2 separate regions of the Sus scrofa genome follow, and region 1 is linked to region 2. Evidence: chromatin contacts called from public Hi-C data. All regions are on one chromosome and are shown on one strand. Each heading gives the region's core, a stretch centred on a gene start, on an enhancer-like site or on the middle of the called end of the contact. The rest is flanking DNA. Distances are from core to core; before and after follow the strand shown. Region 1 overlaps ALPK2 (alpha-protein kinase 2). Region 2 overlaps LOC100627702 (O-acyltransferase like protein-like).

Region 1 (4,920 bases), core at 982-3,481, 460 kb after region 2:
TGAACCTCACATGCCTTTTCCTTCATCCACAGCCATGTGCTCTCCTCTTGTTTCCATTAGGAAAGCTTTTAGCTGCAGCTAACAGAATTGCCAACTCCCAGTGGCCTCAAACCGAAGGACTTTTGTTCACTTCACAAAAAGGCTGGGGGTAGAAGACCTGGGTGCTCCAGTGGCTGAGGGAGGCTGCCTGTCAGCTCTCTAGTCTGTCCTCTGCTCCACCAGCCACAGCGTTGCTGGCTTTTCATTCTTGTGCTGTTTTGTTTGCCTTAGGACTGGAAGATGCATCATATCTTCACAGGAAGAAGGAAGGGGGGTAGGCGAAGTCTGCACCATATCTATTTTATATGTCTACATAAAAAGCAAAGCTTCTCTGGATGTTCCTTGGTGGAATTCCCCCTGTCTCACTAGCTGACCCCTTGGCCCCTTCTAGCTATGCAGGAGGCTAGGAAGATCTGTGGCTTTCCAGGCTTTCTGCTTGGAGGTGTCAAGGGAGAAAGGGGATTGGGGATGCTGTTGAATTAGTTAACTCCTTTCCACTCTAATCATAGAAGAACATTCCTGAGACAGTACTGAAATAGCCAAGAATCACCTAAACATTTTTTTTTTTTTTTTTTTTTTTTTTTTTTTAGCTATTTCTTGGACCACTCCCGTGGCATATGGAGGTTCCCAGGCTAGGGGTCTAATCGGAGCTGTAGCCACCCGCCTACGCCGGAGCCACAGCAACGCGGGATCCGAGCCGCGTCTGCAACCTACACCACAGCTCACGGCAACGCCAGATCGTTAACCCACTGAGCAAGGGCAGGGACCGAACCCACAACCTCATGGTTCCTAGTCAGATTCGTTAACCACTGAGCCACGACGGGAACTCGCACCACGACGGGAACTCCCACCTAAACATTTATACATAGAATGTGAGAGCAGCCTCATGGTTTTGCCCTGCAGGGATCTTAGCTACTGAGTGGAAGAGTATTTAGCTGCGACCTTCTCCCCACCACCGGAGCAGCTCTGCTCGTTAATGTCTATCCTTTTAGCCACTAGCACAGCTTGGCAAGAATGGCTATTTATCTTTTCCACGTACATCTTGTCTCTGCAGCTGGATTGCAAGCTATCTGAGAAGGAGGGATCTTATCCACCTTCTATTGTCAGCTACTCAAATTAGTGTCATGCCCTTGGTGGCATCCAGGACACTCCCACTAATGAAGATAAGCCTGCACTTCAGGGGGTGGGTGAAGAGACGACACACCTTCATGGGCTTGGGGGTGGGGGGGGCATGCTTAGGCAGAATTTTTGGAAAGGCCAACAGATAGAAACAAGGTGCTTGGAGAATCAGGCATGTTGGACAGATGGGGCGGGAGACCTTTGTGCAAGCAGAGTGTTTTCAAGCTTAACGCTGCTTTCAAAACAACAGGTTTGGAAGTATTGCTAAATCTGGACTACCCTTCCCTCTCCTGTACTCATTCATCTGTATATTCATTCAGCAATATTAGGTCCTTAGTATGTCCTAAAGTTCTAAAAATTCAAGTAACACAATCCTGTCCTCAGCTTGGGAGGAAGCCAATAAACACATGGTCATGTTGGGTGGAATAAGGACCATTATAGTTGTAAAACCAACGTGTCTCAAGAACTCAGGTGTCCTGGGTTTAAATGAGGGTGTTCCCAGCCCTTCAGTGGGATTTTCTTTTAATTACTCTTGTTAGAAAGCCCGAGTTGAAAGGCCTTTTGAGCCAGATAGACTTAGCTTTAAATCCTGGCTCTGCCATTGACTATGGGGACCCTGGGGAGATATTTCTAACCCTGACATCAGTGATCTCAAGGCCAGTTCTTAATTACTGCCTCTCAGTTCCAAAAACACCCTTCAGTATGTGCTTGGTGATAACAGAATTCCATTCCCATCCCTCCTTTTCGATGTGACGCTCGGCAGAGGGTGTGGGCGGAAGAGGAGTCCTTTTCTTCTCAGCAGTGCTTGTGGGGTCAGGGAGATGAGGGTGGAGGTCATCCCATAGAGGCTGCCCAGCCACAGAGCCCGGAACATGGTCCATCTGCAGCCTGGTAGCCTTGGCCTAATGATAACCTTCCTGTAGCCCTCGACTCAGAAACCACAGCTTCGCGTGGCCAGCCTACTTAGGGCTTCCTGCCAACACCAATATCCAGACTCCTTCCACCAGCCCCCACAAGGGCTATATATGGGCTGTCGTTCCCTCTCCCTACCCCCACTGCGTGTCGCTCACCCGCTCTGTCAAGCCTCTGCTGGTCCCCGACTCCCACTGTACGACTGCACGCTGGGTGCTGACCGCTGGCTTCCTGCCTTCACACAGAAAGGTGGTGTACTGCTCACCCAGCAATTCCAGACCAGCTCTGGCCTCGCCATCTCATCAAACTTCTGCTGTTGGATGGCCTGGTTATACCTCCAGCTAGGTCTGTGCCCCTTCCAGGTGGTCCCTCCTTGGGACCCCACCTCCCTTAGTGCACCTTTAGGCTTTCCTGGTACATTGCAGTTATCCTATTGCAGTTAGCAATTCCTAATGCTCAGCTTCCCTTACTTACCGGGGTTTCTGTTTTGTGATTGGAGCCAGGCTCTTGACCTCATCAGTAAAGAAGAGATGCTAGTATCAGTATTTCAGACTTATTATATCATGAGTGAACATAAAGCCCCAAAAGCACACTGCTCTGCTCATTGGAGTTGGCTCCGTTTTCTGCCTTAGCCCCTACTGTCTTTTCACAGAACAAGGGAAACGAGTGTCAGTGAGTGCCAGAGTGCTGACGTGCGTGTGGTTAGTCTTAGAGGAAGAGACAGAGGGTCACAGAGGCTAAAGAGATTACTTGGGGTCATGCATGCAATATGGGCTGAAGCAGGTGGCCAGTGCTGAGTCCCCACACTTTGCTGGGTGTTTCCACCTAGAGCCCTAAACCCTCCTCCCCTGCACCTGAATGAGAATAATTTTCCTACCCAACAAAGCCACCTGAGTTCTGCCACTCACTCCATGAGAATAGCTGAGCAGTAAGAGAATCATTTGCTGGAGTTCATGATGATTTAACTAAGCTCTCTCCCTGAGAGAAAAGGTCTGACTCATTTGAAATGTGTGAGTCTTGTGGTTTCCCTTTCTGAGTTGGCCTCCAAGGAGCCTGGCCTTGGAACTAATGCCTTGAGCCTTGGCAAGTAAGTATTGCGCTGTTAAAGGCTCCACTTCAAGCAAATCCCATTGGTGACCATCACATTTTATGGAATTTCACATCTGCAGTGGACCAACCAGTAAGGCTTGTTGCTGGAACCTCACTTCCAAAAGGCCAGCTGTCTTGGTGATGCTCACTGATGCTTCCCAGTCCTTAGCACAGAGCTTAGCATATATGGTAGATGCTCAGTAAATACTCAAGTGGATGAGTTGTCCATGGTCAAGGATTCACCATATTTCTTCCTCCATGGGGCTTCACTGGGCTCCTTTAAAGTCGGAGTTTATAGAGAAGGGGGAGGAAGGAGCAAACCTTAGTAGGAACACCACTGCTTTGTAAATCAAGGCACAATACCATGGCTGTGACAGTCCAGTGACCAAGCCACACTAATCAAAGCTTACCTGTCCTGTGTTTTGTCCTCTGCAGACTAGTCTGATAGGCTAGTAAGCAGTATTGGGTGGGCGACATCCAGGCAAATAGGGGACTTTTAATTTGAGCCCTTTGCCAAGCACTTGACAGTTTTTTCCAGAGAATTCTACACATGGCAGCTAGTCCATAAATGTTTGGCACTGATGCTGTGATGATGGCAAGATCTTAAAATAACGACTGACATAGGCAGTGGAAATTCAGGCAGGGGAGGAAACCTCAGAGGGTTGTGGTGTTTTCAACCAATCTTCCTGCACAGCTCAAATCATGTCCAGGAAGCTACCCAAACTTTGTATGTATAATGGTCAATAGATGTGTACTACAGCTCATTATATATATATATATATATATATAAATGAACCAAATTAATAAAGGAAAAACCTCTACCTATTCAGGTGTAGAAGTGAAGCCATGTACACATTAAACTCCTGGACAGCTTAGACCTTTCTCAGAAATTTTCCCTTTTCCATTTTAAAATGATGGGGAAAAAACAGTAAACAATGTTTCTTAGAGTACCAAGATGTGAACCAATTGTGACCCTGCTTATGGTTAGAAGTCTCTTAAGATCTGTCCCAAAGACAGCAGATAAAAGCCCAAACCCTCAAATTCGGAGGTTTAATGGATGACACTGGGTAGACTTGACTCAACTGGTCCATGCTTCATTTACTCATTCTTTCAACAAGTGCTTAGGGCTCCTGCTTGGTGCCAACCACAGTAACAAGCCTTGATCACAGTGTAAGATGGAGTTCCCTGCAGGTGGGCATCTTACCTGTATTGCATTCTATCATGTGAGATGCTTCCCAGCACCTTGGAGCTGTTTGATTAAAAACTTGTTGAATGGATGAAGGGTCCTAGCACTCATGGAGTTTATAGCACAAGGAAGTTAAATACTAAATTTCTTCAGTTAGCACGTCAATGACAATCAAATGTGAGTGAAGTGAACATCAGAGTAGCTTTAAGGAGAAAATGAGGAGTCACCGGCAGCAGGCAGCCTTGGTAGTGTGCAAAGAGGTGTGGTTCTTGCTTTTTGCCACTGGCGGTGTGTGAAGGCAGTGACCGATTCTCACGTGACTGATGGAAATAAGCGTCAGGACCTTAGAGTTGTGTACTTGGAAGAACATTCAGCTCTGTGTGGTCCTGCGCTGAGACTCTCTTCACCTTTTGAAGCCTCATCATCAATTCCTGTACATTTGAACAAGTCTGCCTCCTAGAGGGAGTCCTGGGGGCAGGGGGCAAAGACGGATATGCTTGCCAAAAATGGGCAATTCCATTCTCCTTGGCTGGGCATAATCTTGATGTTTAGAAATAGTCGAGTTAAGTTTCAAG
Region 2 (4,993 bases), core at 3-2,502:
ACTGCTGGGCATCTATCCAGAGAAAACCATGACTTGAAAAGATGCATGTACTCCAATGTTCACTGCAGCACTCTATACAATAGCCAAGACATGGAAACAACCTAAATGCCCATCGATAGAGGAGTGAATAAAGAAGATGTGGTACATATACACAATGGAATATTACTCAGCATTAAAAGGAAAGAAATAACAGCATTTTTCGCAACATGGATGGACCTAGAAATTATCATGCTAAGTGAAGTCAGTCAGACAGTGAGACACCAACATCAAATGCTATCACTGACATGTGGAATCTAAAAAAAAGGACACTATGAACTTCTTTGCAGAACAGATACTGACTCACAGACTTTGCAAAACTTATGGTTTCCAAAGGACAGGTTCGGGGGGAGATGCACTGGGGGTTTGGGATGGAAATGCTAGAGAATTGGGTTGTGATGATCATTGTACAACTATAAATGTAATAAAATTCATCGAGTGGTAAAAAACAAAAAATAAAATATTTGTTGGCAAAAAATAAATAAATAAATAAATAAAAACCTTAAAAAAAAAAAGACCTGTTTCTTAACGCACCCCCCACCCCTCTCCCAGCAAGCCCCATGCCACATCACTGAGCTCTTCAGCGTCAGCATACCTCCATAGCCCTCTTGACATGCGAATAAGACCCAGCCCACAGCCGCAGCCCACAGTGTCCGATGGAGAGCCTGGTAGATGGCAGTGGCCACTGAAGAGGTGACAGAGGAGTCATCCACTGTGTAAGCCAGAGTCACCACTAGGAACAGGGTTGACAGGGAGCAGATCCACCCCAGCAGAGCCTGTACCTACAGGGAATAGAAACGCACTGGTCACAGCCATTTTGGCTATTGTGTATTTACTTCCTTTTACACTAATTTACTTTTGGTGTGTTATTATAGTCACTTTTTTTCCACAACCACAGCATGTGGAAGTTCCCCGGCCAGGGGTAAAACCTGCACCACAGCAGCGCCCTCAGCCAGTGCGGTGACAGCACCAGATCCTTAACCCACTGCACCACAAGAGAATTCCATTACCGTCACTTTAGGTATCTATTTGTAAACCTCAATCACAGCCCCAATCTGACTGAAATAGAAGGTTCAGATTCGTGGTTACAAGGGGTTAGGGTTGGGGTGGGGTAGGGGACAATGGATGTATGACCAGGAAGAGGTAGCACAAGGGCAATCTTTGTGGTCCCTTTATTGTGGTGGTAGTGGTTACAAAAATCTACCACGTGATAAAATTGCACAAAACTGGAAGTTCCTGTTGTGGCTGTAACGAGCCAAACTAATCTCCATGAGGATATGGGTTAGATCCCTGGCCTCGCTCAGCAGCTTAAGGATCCAGTGTTGCCGTGAGCTGTGGTGTAGACATGGCTCAGATCCGAGTTGCTGTGGCTGTGGCTGTGGTGTAGGCTGGCACAGCTTGATTCGCCTCCTAGCCTGGGAACTTCCACATGACACGGGTTCGGTCCTAAAAAGCAAAAGAAAAAAAAATTGCATAAGACTATATACATATATACATAGAAATGAGGGCCCACAAAACTGGTGGGTCTAAGGTCTGTGGATTGGGCCAGTGTCAATGACTTGGTTGTATCCATGTGCCATAACATGTTACTGATGGGGAAATATGGGTCAAGGGTACCCAAGACCTCCTCTACCATTTAACCAACTTACAGTGAGCTTTGAATCATTTTTAGATGAAAGTTAAAAGAAAAAAAAAAAGGTAGTGCTCTAACCCACTCCCACCCCTTCTAACCTCCCACTCTATTCCTTAATCAAGTAAGGTTCCTTGACTGGGTATGCCCCCCGAGATTAATTGTGAGGGACTCTGGCATACAGCCTGTACCTGGGCTGCATCCATCAGAGGGCTGTAACCTGGGATGTATAATGTCAGAAGGAATGGGAGAATGGAGAAGTTTCCATCTCAAAGAAGAGCCCCGTGGGTTCAATTCTATTACTGGGCTCAGTTCTAGATCTTAGATCTTCTGTCGTCTAACTTGACCTTTTCTGACCCAGATCTGTCTTCCAAGGGTCTCTCTTACTTCTCTGTCTCAAGATGCTATGCTGACATTGACACTGACCTGAACTAGCATCTTTTCAGTCTACTGTCTTATCTCTAAAGGGAAGTCTCCCCCTCCTTGGGTCTCAGGTCCTGCCCTAGGTGCTGGCTACAGGGAACAAGTCACTTCCTCAAGGGTTCTCCCAAGCTTCCTCTTTTAGTCAAGGATGCCCCTCACTCTTACTCAAGATGCTCACTGCCTTATCTCTTCTCTACCACATGGAATATGCTTCCCTTCCCCCCAGTTGCCTCCAGTGTGGACTCTGCCTTCTTATTTTCTGGCTTCGCCCTTGGCCTATTCATTCCCTTCCAGGTCATTCCTCCAGCTCAGCTTGACTTGGGTCCCAGCTCCATGCTCCCTGGTCCTGACCTGGTCCTCAGAGTGATCCCCAAAAGCTCCATCATCATCTTAGGTTTTCCCCTTTGCTCACACCCATTTTCTCCCTGGGCACCACGAACCCCGACTACACTAAAGCACATCCTGAATGGCCTTCCGTTGTAGTCAATAACTGAATTGAACATTTTCCAAGGAATATCATAACCTATAACTCTAACCTAGAGGAAAAGTCATGTAGCCCCTGTGTATCCATTCCTTCCAATCAAACCCTGTCTCCTGTCCCTGCCACGAGCAACAGGAGATTTTCCAGGGACCAGGGCCTCTTCTCTAGAACATTTTAGGTGAGGCACCCACAAGACCTGGGCAAGCCAAGGTAGGGCCTAGCAGAGGGGCTTTGGAGTCAGCATTGCACCTTCATAGTGCAAGGGAATTCTTGGCCCTTCTACGGTGAAGCCAATGAGCCTTCCCTCATTCATTGTGGAGCAGCTTCAGTGATTTCAGAACCAGGTGCTGGAAATTGTCAGTAAGACCTCAGAGCTGAGTTCTGCCCTCAAGGTCTTGTAGATCAACAAAGTCATACAAAAAGGTTTTCCACAGTTCAAGGCCAAGGTGATGTTTTAAATAGATTGCCCTAGGGGTGTATTTGAAATCAACAAGGCTGGAGGCAAGGGAACAAGTGAAGAAGTCCAGGTAAGAGATGAGAAGAGCTTCAAGGTCAGGGGAGAGGCTACAAAAAGATGGCAAGAGAAACAACCGATGGAACTTGGTGGGTGATTGGATGGGGAGGATCAGGCAACAAGGAGGAGGCGTCCATGAATCCAGGGCTCTGGCTCGAGTAATGACACTGGGTGGTGAAGGAGAATGATTACCCACCGGAAAGAAATTCCATTTGGAACACAGAGTAAGAGCCTTCCTTCCTCTAGATACTGCACTATCTGATTCCCAGATGGAACCCTCAAATCTGACAAAGAATCTTATTTCTAGAAACCAAAGATCTAGTGCATTAAAAATCCAACCCTGGAGTTTCTGTTGTGGTGCAGTGGAAACAAATCTGACTAGGAACCATGAGGTTGCAGGTTCGATCCCTGGCTTCGCTCAGTGGGTTAAGGATCTGGCGTTGCTGTGAGCTGCAGTGTTGACTGCAGACGCGGCTCAGATCTGGAGTTGCTATGGCGGTGGCGTAGGCCGGCAGCAACAGCTCTGATTTGACCCCTAGCCCCATACGCCACGGGTGCAACCCTAGAAAGACAAAAAAATGAAAATACAACCCATGTAACCATGACCTTCCAGATGATGGGCTTGCCATCTCCCTGTGTGGGTGCACTTTTCCATGGCAATAGTTTCTCTGGGTCTGTACCAAGGCTCCAACACCCTGCTGGGTTCCAGATCTGGAGCTTTCTTAGGGGAACTCAGTAAAGAAAGCAGAGAATCAGGCTCTAGCAAGAAGCCGAGGCACCTCTTATACTGTAGCACCAAAAGCCATTGCTAACACACCACAGCACAATAAAGTACCCAGAGGTCGGTCTCCTGCCCATGGCTTTGGAAGGGCCTGGCCAAATGCAATCCACCTCCACATTGCGTGCCCAGCAGACCCAGTCCTTACGGTGGGGTATGAGGAAATCATATACCTTGGTTTTGAGTATGTTTGCCTGCTGGTTTTGGTACATGAAGATGCTCAGGAAGAGGCCCACGAGGAATGGTCCGAGTCGGCAGTAGGGCTTTGTGTAGTACTCCGAGAAGTACAGCATGGCTGCCTTTTCACTGAAAAACACAAGGATGTAAGACCAAAGGTTATGTTTGATTTGGAGGAGTTCCTGCTGTGGCTCAGTGGGTTAACAACCTGACTGCAGCGGCTCAGGTCTCTTCGGAGGTGCAGGTTCAATCCCCACCCTGGCACAGTGGGTAAGGTCCCAGTCGTGGCTGGGATTCAGTTCCTGGCTGGAAACTTCCATATGCCACGGGTTTGGTCATAAGATTAAAACAAATAAACAATTGATTTGGACATGGAAAAAGGAATCCCTCAGATGCACACTGGGGCAATCAGCAAACCCAGAGGAAAACTGGGGGTGCCTCTGATAATTTCTTCGGTAATGATCCACAGTGATCTCATGATCCAGCCTTGGGCCACAGCTGCCTTCCTAAAATTCCAAGTTCCTTTAGGCCTTCCACCTTGGATCTCAAGGAAATATGACGACAACTGAATTCATTTTAAATAATTGTTTCTGGTGCCTGGTATGTCAGGCTAGCTCTAAAAATGTGGTTCCTAGGAGTTCACATCGTAGCTCAACGGTAATGAATCTAATTAGTATCCATGAGGACAGGCACGATCCCTGGCCTTGCTCAGTGGGTTGAGGATCCAGCGTTGCTGTGAGCTGTGGTGTAGGTTGCAGACACGGCTTGGATCTGGTGTTGCTATGGCTGTGGTATAGGCCAGCAGCTATAGCTGCGATTCAACTCCTAGAATTTCCATATGCTGTGGGTATGGCCCTAAAAAGCAAATAAATAAATGAATAAGAAAAGTGTGGTTCCCAGAAGTGAACCTCTCCTGAAAGAAGCAAACCTCCTCATGGAAGCGCTAGCAAAATT

What was found. Hi-C and Micro-C count contacts between places; a contact is called where the count stands out from the background.
Region 1: a Hi-C map of alveolar macrophages shows a contact between it and region 2, with 4 times the contacts expected there. The contact joins two enhancer-like sites. A contact is called at or near these places in 15 of 47 Hi-C or Micro-C datasets (alveolar macrophages, embryonic fibroblasts, epiblast stem cells and 10 more) and 2 of 2 datasets of contacts at active chromatin or transcription factors (alveolar macrophages and skeletal muscle).

The regions. Positions count from the first base shown.
Region 1 is chr1:162,257,875-162,262,794 of Sscrofa11.1, forward strand. The region is part of intron 5 of ALPK2 (alpha-protein kinase 2); the gene reads left to right. Among named protein-coding and RNA genes, the nearest start is that of MIR122, 70 kb to the right of the region's middle. Within about 2 kb of position 2,232, at least 34 of the 83 cell types and tissues checked have an H3K27ac peak or open chromatin away from gene starts, as enhancers often do. A contact at or near this core is called in alveolar macrophages, where this site is marked.
Region 2 is chr1:161,798,914-161,803,906 of Sscrofa11.1, forward strand. It overlaps LOC100627702 (O-acyltransferase like protein-like), which reads right to left. Exons shown (of 13, transcript XM_021099968.1): 10 at 4,036-4,168; 11 at 632-818. Among named protein-coding and RNA genes, the nearest start is that of SEC11C, 32 kb to the left of the region's middle. Within about 2 kb of position 1,253, at least 1 of the 83 cell types and tissues checked has an H3K27ac peak or open chromatin away from gene starts, as enhancers often do. A contact at or near this core is called in alveolar macrophages, where this site is marked.